Regions from separate parts of the Mus musculus genome. Here all the other regions are linked to region 3. A link is a contact called in public Hi-C and HiChIP or PLAC-seq data. All regions are on one chromosome and are shown on one strand. Each heading gives the region's core, a stretch centred on a gene start, on an enhancer-like site or on the middle of the called end of the contact. The rest is flanking DNA. Distances are from core to core; before and after follow the strand shown. Region 1 overlaps Zfc3h1 (zinc finger, C3H1-type containing). Region 2 holds the start of Tspan8 (tetraspanin 8). Region 3 holds the start of Lgr5 (leucine rich repeat containing G protein coupled receptor 5).

The links. Hi-C and Micro-C count contacts between places; a contact is called where the count stands out from the background. HiChIP or PLAC-seq counts read pairs in DNA pulled down with a chosen protein or histone mark.
Region 1: a contact with region 3 is called in a Hi-C map of the N1E-115 cell line, with 2.2 times the contacts expected there. The contact joins the enhancer-like site here to the promoter of Lgr5 in region 3. A contact is called at or near these places in 16 of 39 promoter capture datasets (the 3T3-L1 cell line, 3T3-L1-derived adipocytes, the C10 cell line and 10 more), 1 of 15 datasets of contacts at CTCF or cohesin (the NIH/3T3 cell line), 7 of 484 Hi-C or Micro-C datasets (the N1E-115 cell line, adipose-derived mesenchymal stem cells, embryonic stem cells and 4 more), 3 of 115 datasets of contacts at active chromatin or transcription factors (embryonic limb bud, embryonic stem cells and neural tube) and 1 of 9 other capture datasets (embryonic stem cells).
Region 2: a contact with region 3 is called in a FOXA1 HiChIP or PLAC-seq map of pancreatic cancer cells. The contact joins the promoter of Tspan8 here to the promoter of Lgr5 in region 3. A contact is called at or near these places in 1 of 115 datasets of contacts at active chromatin or transcription factors (pancreatic cancer cells) and 1 of 9 other capture datasets (macrophages).

What each region holds. Positions count from the first base shown.
Region 1 is chr10:115,429,788-115,433,493 of GRCm38.p6, forward strand. It overlaps Zfc3h1 (zinc finger, C3H1-type containing), which reads left to right. Exons shown (of 35, transcript NM_001033261.2): 32 at 866-967; 33 at 1,616-1,655; 34 at 1,916-1,978; 35 at 2,109-2,984. The coding sequence ends at 2,246. Among named protein-coding and RNA genes, the nearest start is that of Zfc3h1, 47 kb to the left of the region's middle. Within about 2 kb of position 1,689, at least 2 of the 459 cell types and tissues checked have an H3K27ac peak or open chromatin away from gene starts, as enhancers often do. A contact at or near this core is called in the N1E-115 cell line, where this site is marked.
Region 2 is chr10:115,815,864-115,819,902 of GRCm38.p6, forward strand. It overlaps Tspan8 (tetraspanin 8), which reads left to right and starts at 1,421. Exons shown (of 8, transcript NM_146010.2): 1 at 1,421-1,797. The coding sequence starts at 1,738.
Region 3 is chr10:115,585,561-115,589,641 of GRCm38.p6, forward strand. It overlaps Lgr5 (leucine rich repeat containing G protein coupled receptor 5), which reads right to left and starts at 2,220. Exons shown (of 18, transcript NM_010195.2): 1 at 1,722-2,220. The coding sequence starts at 1,933.

The sequences.
Region 1 (3,706 bases), core at 439-2,938, 160 kb before region 3:
ACAGGCATTGCACACTGTGCAGTCATTTTCCCTATATTGATTACATCTTACCATAGAGCTGTTTTTATAAATTACCTAAGGTGCTTATCAGATATTTTCTTTTGTTTTAAAGAGTATTTTCCATGCTGTGATGCATATGAGATATATGTATTATACATCTGAAATATAGTACAACTGAAAAATAATCAAAAGTCTTAAGTTCTTGAGGAAATTCTATAATTAAATTTCATGACAACTGTGTTAATCCTCAGACGCTAGTGGTGGAAATTTGAATAAAGAAAATTACCTTTGATATGCATGTGAAGTAGAAAATATGATTGCATTGTTTTTCTGTTTATATCTAGTTTCTTTTATGATAAGCATTTTACAGTATAGGTAATTTAATTGTGGTAGGCCGTCCTCCTTTGGTTTGGCGTATTCTTCCTCTGGGTATTCCTGTTACCCTCTGCCCACCAGGAGAGTCAGAGCCCAACACTTACCATTATATTTCCATTTTAGTCCCAGAAATACTCATATGTCTGCTCTAGGAAAGAAAATGTGTTTTAAAGTTACATTGGTGTATTATACCAATCACCATTACCTTAGAAACACTTGGTAGAGGACCAGGTAATGAGATTGCTTTTGTTTCCTACAGGAAAACATGAGCTTTTGGTGGTGTTGAAGATACCTGTAGAATAGTAGTTTAGCACATTGTGATCCCGGAACAATTGTCATAACAGGCATTCTATAAATATCTGCTGAATGTCCTTGTTAGGAGGATTTAATTGGCCAACCTTTGTAGCTTGCTGTACACTCTGTTATAGAGCGCGTTTGGGGTACCATACACTTTGAGTGCTTTGTTCATTTTCCTGAATGTACTTTACAGGCTACTTCAACATGAATGGGAAGAAAGCAATGTTCAGATTCTGAAACTCCAAGCCAAGATGTTTACATATAATATCCCAACATGCCTGGCCACCTGGAAAATGTAATGCAACAATCATGTACATGTTTTATAGCTATGCTTTTATTTGTAAGGGTTGCTCCAGACAGGTAAATCTGAAATAGCATCTTATCTCCCCTCCAATAGACAGACCTAGTATAGAGTTGTTTTGGGTACTTGATGTGGTTTAATACCTAGAGTGAGTAATTGCTCATTAATAGCTGCTTCTGAGGGCTATAATAATAGTAGTAGTAGTAGTAGTAGTAGTAGTAGTAGTATTTTTAATGAGGAAGAACATTTAGATAACAATATTATTAAACAAATAAGTGTGTATAGCACTTTAGGACCATCTTTAAATTGTAGGGTTTTCCCTGTTATAGTCTGGTTTCTTTCCTATTTTAAAGGTGTAGTGCCAGGCCTGGTTTACTAGTTTTGAGTTTGTTTTGTTTTTTTTCCCCCCTCCCATGAATCTTACTCATGTTCACACACTGGTCTGCTTTATTCCTGTAAAGTTGATAAAAATTGTTGAATTTTTCTTTTCACTATAGGTTACACTCCTTGGAAGTTTAGCCTGTTACTTTCAGGAAGTTTTGTATTCAGATTCCCACAATCAGTATTCTGCCAGTGCTGTGTTTCATTTTGTTTGAAGATATATAAATTTTCCCCCTTTTCTATATTCCTTTTTTCCCTTAGAGCCATTGCTGCTGAGATTGCTCTAAAGGGACAAAGAGAGGTAAGTGGTTTGTAATTGGATTATCAGATGGGCTACTTTCTCCTTTTAGCTATTCTGCCCCTTGTGTTGGCCTCTCACTTTAAAAGGATTAGAGATAGAAAGAAGTTAACCTTCCAAAAACTCTATTTGAAATCTCTAAAGCCCAAGAGAGCCATGTTTGACTTGAGTTCTAGTGTATTGTAAAGTTCTGCCTTGAAGCAGTCAGGCTTTTAAATGTGCATCATGTTTCCTGACAGAGTGTGTGTCTGTCTGTCTTATAGGTCCACCGTTTATATCAGAGAGCCTTACAGAAGTTACCTCTTTGTGCATCACTATGGAAAGATGTAATGCTTTTTATCTTTTATTTTATCTTGATGTTTTCCTATAAATTTTCTGCATGTGCCATATCCATTGATGTGGTAAATGCTCAAAACCTCGCTCTCTCTTACTTCTATGCTTCCCTGTCTTTTACAGCAACTCTTGTTTGAAGCATCAGAAGGAGGTAAAACTGATAACCTGAGAAAACTAGTTTCCAAGTGCCAAGAGATTGGAGTCAGCCTAAATGAGCTCTTAAATTTAAACAGTAACAAAACAGAAAGCAAGAATCTCTGAACACTGGGTGCAGTCAGTTCTAAGCCTTTATAATAATTGCCAAAATTATTTGAATGATTCTTCAAGATTAGGCTGATCCCTGGCTAAGGTCTGTGTAAGGCAGACAAGCATTATTGATCATATCAAGTTTCCTACAATATCCTATCCGTAAAACCGGAAGCAATGAACATGAATGACACTCTTGGAATGGATAAATGAACTTCCTGTTTGGCCTGCTTCTGGGCCCTGCCAGATTCTCTAACATCATGTACGTAAGTATAGCTCCTCAAAGCGACTGACGTTTATTTTAATTTTACTTTGTTTTTGGTTTCATTTTTTACTTTCCCTACCTTTATGTTGTGCTATCCTGGTCCACTTGACACTCTCTGATGCCTGAGAGATTCTTGTTTGGGATTTAGTTTCCAGGGCCGTGTTTACAGTAAAATAGCAGGCAGTCCTTTTAGTTCCTCCTCTAAGTCTCTGAGATTCTTCATTTCAGGGTTTTAAACATAAGCAGTCCATCTTAAGGAAAGTGTAACTGCCGCGGCCACAAGTCTGCTAGTTGCACTTGAATGTTCTAGCAGGGTTGTTGACTGCCCTTTCTACGTTCTGGACTCCTTGCTGAGACTGTTTAACTTGAAGATTAAAGAAACTATTGCAAATGCCAGTGCATCAGAACCTAAGAGTGGTCAAATATTATGTGCAATTTTTTTTGTAAAGAAATTTTAATTTATAATAAAGTTTAACAGTTTAAAGAACAGTTAATAGTGGGACTGTTTTGTGTTCACTACTTTGAAGTATTAAGTGGTTGTCGTGCAAAATATTTTTAATATAAGTTTTTAATAATGGTCCTCTTTGTTCACGTCTCGGGTGGGTAAGGGTTGAAGTAGGAGCTAGGGGTTCTTCCCCTGATACCATCGCTTTCTTCTGCAACTCCTTCCCCGGTCAAAACAGCAACAAAACAAATGACTTTAATTGGTGAGCACAGGCCTTCTCTTTTGAGAACAGTGAGCAGATAGGTTTACATTAAGCACTGACTGTGTTCTCAAAAACAGGGTTAATGTCACCAAGTTGCAGTTTGAGTTATCTACCCAGAGACATGCTGGCTTCTGTTACTACATAGGCCATGGAAAGAGAACCGGCTTCTTTTTTTTTTTTTTTTTATGGAGTTGTTTGTGCCTTGCTAGGATAGTTATGACTGAACAATGCAGTAAATGTGGCCTCACATCCAGCTGCGTGCGGCCTGACCGTGGAGAGCAGAGAAGCAGCTCCAACACACCAGGCACGTTGGTACGTCCTTAGTTTGTGCGGTGCCTACTCACCAGAAAACTGTAGTTTGAAGACTGTGTGCCTACAAGGTGACGCATAATTTGCTAGTTTATACTGTCTGGCTATGTCAAGAATGGAACTCATTTGTCTAGTGTCCTTCATTTAACCAAAAATCAAAATAGTGGCTTTGGATTTTTTCTATAACCAAGAAA
Region 2 (4,039 bases), core at 171-2,670, 230 kb after region 3:
GCAACGGGCCAGGATCTCTGCTTTTCAGACATAAATGGTCCAATAGGAGAGAGACACTAAGAACTGAATGTATCAAGGGGTAGAGGTTGACTCAGATCATAATGGCCATGGGCTGAGGAGATGAGGGCTCAGACAGGAAAGTGTCTGGAGTCCAGCATCTAAGTCAAAGACAGGAGAGGCCGACGGTATACGTTGGTGGGCCCAGGGCTGCAGTGGGCAGGAACAGATTCCTGAAGCTCATTGTCCTACTGATCCATGAGCTTCTCACGTTCAGTATTACTTGGCGAACTAATCCTAGCTCTCACCTATTACATTTAATGTTATTGCTAATAATGCATCAGAAATGTATTTTAACAGTTACAAAGTAAAGGCAGATATTGGTGAAAATTAGAAAGATGTGTGTGTGTGTGTGTGTGTGTGTGTGAGAGAGAGAGAGAGAGAGACCCCAGTCACTTGTTTTAATTGTATTTAATGAAGTTTTTAGGGAATTGTTTTCCTAACAGACCCTTGAAGTATGCAATTGTTTTACTTAGGGGGCGAGGGAGGCCCTCTGAGTGGTATAAAAGAAAAGACCCAAGGCCCAGGTCGTTTCCTCTGCCCGAATAGATGGCAGAATGGTGCATTTACCTGGCGGAGGCAACATCCCAGTAGCACCAGAAGCAGCTGAATGGGCAGCTTTCAGTAGTCCACGAGTGCGTTCCCAAAGGAATTTTCTTTGTCAGCTGCCCAGAACCCAGAAACGGAGTTAGAGTGGAACTGTTGCTGTAGGTCATTTCTCAGAAGAGAGAAACCTGAGTCTACCTTAAAAACAAACCCAGCTATCAGGCCTGGTTACTGAGTCATAAGTAAACACAAAGGGGCAGCTCCTCAGAGTTTCCTTCCTTCCTGTTTTTTTTTTTTTTTTTTTCTTTTCACACAAAGATAAAAATAAACCCCCGAATGAATGCTCTTACGAGATCACGCAAAGGCAGGCCACTTCCCCTTTAATGATTGGAAGTGGCAGGCATTTAAGGGAGCTCCTTGGGATTTCTTTGAAAGAACAACAACAACAACAACAACACAACAACCAAACAAGACACTTGGCTAATTAATGTTTGTTTCCTTGTTCATTTGAAGTTGAGGAGAAGAAGTTATGGTAACTTAAGTCCGGATGCTTTGCAGGTTTCCAAATACCTATTGCTGAAAGGAACTTTGTGCTCCTATCAATTAAAAAAAGGGGGGGGGGATGCAAATCGAAGTGAGACACAAGGCCCATTTACTTGAGAGCCTGGCAGCCGATTTCCGCAGGGTTAGAAGAGAGGGCAGCCACACCAGCCAGCCAGCCAGCCAGCCAGCCTATCCACCTACTATCTCGCTGTGCCATTCTCCACCTCTGCCCCAGCCACTCCCATAACTTGATATCTGTTTACTCTAGAGGGAGCGGGCTTTGAGAAGCCATCATAAATATCCTGACCTAATGCCTTAGCAGCCATAAGAAGGAAAAGAATGTACTCGCCTGAAGATAACGTTTGAGATATTTAAAGGTGTGGGTTAATTTTTTATCCACTCCAATAACTGTTGGTTTTTTTTTTTTTCTTTTTTTTCTGTTCCTTCTGTCTACTTCTTTGCTCTCTATTTCTACCCCCGAAGCTGCAGGCACACGGATCTCTGCAGGCAAAATCCGTCAGAGCCTACGCAGGACAGCCTTCTACGGACTTCTTCATTCCACTGTAACTTGGTGGCTGCCCCTTCTCCGAAATGGCAGGTGTGAGCAGCTGTTTAAAGTATTCTATGTTTTTCTTCAACTTCTTGTTCTGGGTAAGTAGTTTTCTTTTAATTCTCAGTTTTGTTCAGGAAAGAAGACTTGAGATAAATATCACCACTGAGAACAGACTTACATAGAGCTAGAGGATAAGGGGGAAAAGACATTTTCCATTGAAATATTTACATTGGTTTGTCGCTGGCTGTTTGGGGAACTGAAAAGAAGCCAATGACTCCAAAAAACCAAACCAAACCAAACTAAACCAAACCAAACCAAAACAAAACGCCTGGTGTATTCAAGTTCTCTGAGGATAAACATTTCCCGAATGTTTTCATATTGTTGCAAGACTAAACACAGGGGGAAATATCCCTTAATTAAAGGACAATTATTCTCAGTTCTATGATGCCAATCAGCACTCTGTTTAAAGACTCCAAAGAAAACAGTTTGATTCAGCATGGCTTCTGGTTCCCTCCCTTTGACATCTAGGTTTGAAACAGGTGACTGACTAGTGGGTGGCAGGGTGGTAAATGCATGAGAGGATCATTTTCAGAGCCCCCAGGAAGAAAGAAATAGTCCCTGGAGAAGCAGTTAAGAGTATTTAATCATAAGATTCAGCTAAACCAGTGACTAGGTATTAGTATTTCGAAGTCAGTATTTTGGTGTGTCGTCAACCCATCCTTTCAAACAACAGGGTTTGTTTCTTGCAAATTATGCCTTGCTTAAGTCTGATGATGGCTCCCAAGGGCATTGAAAACATTATTTAACATTGAAAAAGCAAATGTCATGATCTGAGGGGGTGAGGGGGGATTTGGGAGAGAACATGTACACATATGGTATAATTAGAGGTGCTCACAAGTAAAGTAGTGGAAATGTCTCAGGATGCTGCAACAGAAAACAGTTCCATTGTTTCTGGATTGGAAAGTAGTTTATGCATTAAGGATAAGGAGCTCTGGTTTTTGTGTCTGAGCCTTTTGGCCTTTAACAGATGGCTGGTATCGGTCCAATACATTCATTTTCTTTCTTAGCTTTCTGTAAAAGGCTTAATAGAGATCTAGACAGGTCAGGATGAGGGAAAACATCTATTCTCATCCATTCATTGCATTAAAATAATAATGATTTAAGTAAACTAATATAACTTTGTGTATGAAATGACTTTCTACTCAATGGCGAGTAGCCCTAATGAATAAAGGTGACATATAGTGAATTAAATTCGTTAAATAAGTATTTATTTGTATAAATAAGCAAGAGAATAAAAACATTTTTGTTCTTTTATACTTTGTCTCCTTTTCCTATGAAAAGGGGCTGTTTTTGAAATTACTAGAAACTAGGAAAATATTTTGAAACTCAAGAATATATGACAAAAATTTAAAAAGTAATCAAACATATTGCTTCTCTTGGATTATTAAAGTCATCAAGGGCTGAATATAAAGGAAGAAATGAATGTGTGCTTTGGATTTTTTTCAAACTTTCCAACATTCACAAATGAAGACAAATTTGGAAAATTAGCTCTATTACTTGGCCACTAAAACCACGAAACCAATCTATACATGCGTAGCCTCAGTCACTTGCTTAGACAATTATGAACAAACCATTAGGGTTACCATTCATCTATCAATACATTAGCATGAATCTCGAAAGACAATTACATTTACTAATGTACTTATAATATCACTCTCATACTTTAAAAATTCAATAAGAATTTCTTAACCAGGGCTTGAGTTTCTAATTGCTTTAAACATGTTATTTGAACTATTATCCAGAATGAGCCCATTAGCTCCTGTGACAATTTTAATCTGTAGCCTCTTCCTCCGTCCTTGTCATTTCCCCTCTTACTGAAATTCTGAGTAATTATTTTGGTTGGCCTTATTGTCGGTTCTATGGTTCGAATATTGCTGTTCACACCCCAGGGTGTGCCTTACCATATTTCTCTGTCTTCTGTATTTCTGTAAATTAGCAATGGCATTAGGCCAGTTGACAATATTGGTGTCATGTTTGTGAGGATGCTCAAGTTCATTTTGGGTTTCTTCTGTGACTGAAGTGGCTGATAATCAATGCTATCAATGTTACTTCATATGTTAGTTGAGGAGAAATGTATTCTTCCGTTTTCAGGACATGGTGTGTGTGTTTGTATGTGAGTGTGTGTGTGTTTACACAAACCTACACACACACACACGCACATAATGTATATAAAATGTGTTGAGAATATATATGTCACATATTTTATATATCATGAAGGCACACACAAATGTGATACAAACACTTCTTTCTTACTTTTTACCAGATTTCCAAACACCCATA
Region 3 (4,081 bases), core at 970-3,469:
GCGTTGGGGGTGGGGGTGGGGGATAGCGTAGTCCCTAAAAGAGAAATCACCAAGCTGATCTCAGAAACAAACTGGAGAACACATTATCCCTCGAATTACTGAAGTTAGCGGTTAAACTAGGGAGGCTGGGGGGAAGGGAAGCGTATTAAAGTCTGTGGTAAGACAGCTGTTCCGAAGGAAATGTAAATTCGGAGAGAACGCTTGTTTCCCAGAGCAGAATTCCATCCCTAAAAAAATTATCACCGCATGTAATGATTTCAACTGAAGGGAAACCCGGTGGGGAAAAATTATGTTCTATCCAGTCAAATAAGAGTGACCTGAATAGTTTCACGGAACACGGAGGTGCCCAACACGGAAACCTAGGAGGCTGGTCTCTTTCTTAAGTCACAATATCAAAACAGGTCGAACGATATTTTCTGTTGCTCATTGTCTCCAGAAGAAAAACAAAACAAAACAACCACTCACTGCCTAGCAGGGGAACATTGTGTAAGCCTGGTGTTTCTTCCCGCAAAACTCCTAACCAGAGGGGGGGAAAACCGAACTCACAACCATTTCAGTCAACTCCTGCCAAGGTAACATCAGAGAAAGCCGAAACTGGGAACACAGGGTTTGGAATGGGCTCGGCGAAATGTCTTGATTTTAAAAAAAATAAAGACCACAAATTTATTTCACCTCATAGTTAGGAGATCGGGTTACCTCAAGGTGGCCTGACCCTGGTCTCTGGGCCCCAAGGAACCGAGCTTCAGATTTGAAGGAGAGTCGGGAGGAGTACTTATCTCGGTCCCACAGAGATGAGTCGCTTCTGAGTCACCTCATCTAACCCACCACCTGTCACCCTCCCGCCTGGGCTTCTCAGAGACCACATTATTAAGGAACCGCAGCTTTGGTTCCACGGTCGGGGATTTGGACGCCATAGCAGGAGCAGAAAAGCTAGGACAATTCCCAGGGGCCGATAGAAAGCTCCAGGTCCCCCTTTGGATGTCAGCGGCGCCCCTGTTTACCCGCCCGGCTGCCTTCAGCCCACTTCCCTTAGCTGCGGCGGGGGAGGAGATGGTTAAAGATTACAATGTGGCCGGCGGCACTTCAAAGGGCGGTTCGGCCAGCCAAAGGTAAAGATAACGTTCTGGCAGCTCTAATCGGGGGTTTGTGGTTGCCACATTTTAATCACTTTGTTTAAAAAAAAAAAGGAAGAAAAAAAGAAAAGAGATTTCACCACACTCCAGTGTGTGGGGGGGGCGGTGTGTGCAGAGCAGCACCCCCCCGGGGGGGGGGTTGAAGAAGTTGTGTTTCTCTTGCAGGGAAAGTTTTTCAGCCCAGACGCAGAGGTCGCGCCTGTGAGCAATAGGACAGCCTGCCCTTGGGTCCCAGGTCCCTGAGCACAAACCCCCACTCAGCACACAAATGCGCACATTCGGAGGGACTGGTCCTGCGTCCTGCCAGGCGCGGCACTGCAAAGCAGCCTGCGCACCGGCTCTCTGCCCCAGTGCGCTTTAAGCTCCTTCTCCCAGGGTACAGAAAGCTAGGCTCTGCTCTGTCAGAGAGAGAGACACGTGCCTTTCTCTGGAGGCACAACAGGTCTGGTCAGAATGCCCTTGGCAAACTCGCCTGCCCCCTCCGGAGCAGGCGTGTGCCTGTGGGGAGCCCCAGCCGAGGTTTCCCACCTATACCCCATCCCTTTTGAGCTCGGTGCCCGCAGCGAGGCGGGGGGGGGGGTCACTTACAGGTAGGAGGTGAAGACGCTGAGGTTGGAGGGCAGCTCCGAGAGCCCCAGGTCCGAGCAGTCCACCCTGAGCAGCATCCTGCCATCCAGCTCACAGTGACAGTGTGATGGGCAGCCCCGCGGTATCGCATCTGGTCCCGGTGAGCTGCCGGCGGCCACCAACTGCAGCAGCGCCAGCAAGGACAGGAGCATGTGGACGCAGGAGGTGTCCATGGTGCCCGAGACTGGGAGCAGAGAGCAGGGAGCCTGTAGAGGGCAGCGCCGGGGCTGATGCAGAACCGAGGCGCTCCGGGCTCTTCTCCACCGGCTTCTGCAGCTCACCAGACGTCTGCAACCCCAATGGGCGTCTGCCGGGTCGTAGCCCCGTGGGGACCGCGCAGAGAATCGTGGTCCCACCGGCCTCGGGAGCCCTCTCTCTGAAGTCGCCGCAGTGGCTGTGAGCGTTGTTGCTGCTGCAGGCGGTCTGAGCTGTGTGCAGCAGCATCTCCGCTCGCACGCTCCTTTTTTAAAGCGCTCCAGCCAAATTGCGCGCCCAGTGACGTCAGCGCAGCCCTGCTTTCCAGGCACCCCGAGCCCGGCCTCGCTTTCCCTCCTCCCTCCCACCATCCCTGGACCCGGCTGCGCGGGCGGCTGGCAGCCTGAGGTCTTGGGGAGTGCTGGGCGCTTCCAATGGGTGGGTACCTGCACCCAGCGTCCCGGGCCCGGCAGGGGTCCCCCACCTGCACCCATCCTCTACAGTTCCTGGGTACCCGCGACTGAGATGTGAAAGCTAAAGGGGACTTGCTTCAAAACAACCTAAGGGGACACTTAGGGACTGAAAGATAACACAGGCTTTCTCTGGTCCATGTCAGATAACCTAGGGGGATGCATGCAGTGCTTGTTAAAAGGACCAAAATCTGATCCGAAAGATTGGCATCACAGAAGGAGAGCAGGAGTCCCCCGGGAAGATGGGTGGCCTTTTTGATCCTTCCATCAGGGCGCTGTCTGGCTCCCTCTTGCTCAACTATCAAAGCCTCAAAGAAATCGCTAAACAAATAAAACTAGTAAGCTGGTACTCCAGGGTCCTCCCAATTCACCCTGGACCAGGGAAGCAAACTGGCTTTAAAAAGGCAGCGGCCTCGGGGTGGGGGTGATATTCTCACGCTGTTCACTTGTGGAGGGATCTTAAAACCAAGAGCCACCCCACTCAGGTGAGTCTCCTAGGCCTCCTTTCAGACACCTTGGAAGAACACTAATGAAAGAAGGAAGTTCTTACACACCAACAGGGAATTCTGCTGGGAAAAAGGATGAGAAGAAAGAAGAACCTGAAGATTTGGTTCTCCCTCCCCCCCTCCATTCTTCTCTCCCTCCCTCTCACTCTCCCTCCCTCCCACCCTCCCTCCCTCCTCTTCCCTTTTTCCCTCCCCCCCTTTTGGAACTAGACCTCAGTGAAGTAAAAGTCGACCACACCTGAGCGAACAGCTGTGGATTTCAGGCCAAGCCTACTTTGCCAACTTTCCCCTCTGGACCACAGGAAGTCCGGTAGCCCTTTGGCATTCAAGTCCACCTAGATTTGATTCTTAGTCTGTCCAGTGGAATTTATCTGAGAAACTGAATTTTAAAAGCAGGAAGACTTTCCTTTATGTGACATATTTATCACCTTTTAGTCCTAGGAGTGGTTCCTAAACTTGCCTCTTCACCTGCCTGATATAGCCATATACGGATACATGCATATTTATGAACTTATATTATTTCATTTGAACCTATAGTCCGAGTATGGATTTTTGTTGGGTGAGGCCTGTTTTCAGTAAGTTTGTGTTTCTCCTTGATAAGGTTTGGGGGACGGACACACACACATGCACACACACACACACACACACACACACACACTTGCAGAGCGCAGTCATGGTCTTTCTCATCTTATTCATTTATTAAGGGAAGAAATCACAGCCTAGGATCTGGGAAGAGTAGTTCCATGGAGAACCATGCCATGAGTTAGACTTGGTTTCTGGGAAGCCAATGCATTCCCCTCACTGTGTTCTTTCCCTTACCTCCTCTCTCATTCACAATACACCCACTGCGCCTGTCCTCTGCCCACTCTCACTGGTTTTTGTCTTTTTCAGCCATTCCATCCACACTTAGACAATGCTGACTCATTACCTATTTTCCTTCCATTTAAAAAAATGGAACTGGAGACTCTCACTCTTTCTGTGGATTGCATGGGTACCTGTAGGGATACAATCGGAGATGTCTGCAGTGTCCTAGACCTTAGTTACCTTTCTTTACTCAAGGATCATTTATCTCAAGTGTTTAATCAACTTTAGCTTGATCCCTTTGAGGGAAGGGTCTAGGCATGCAGAAATGGTTGTGCCCACAATCTGT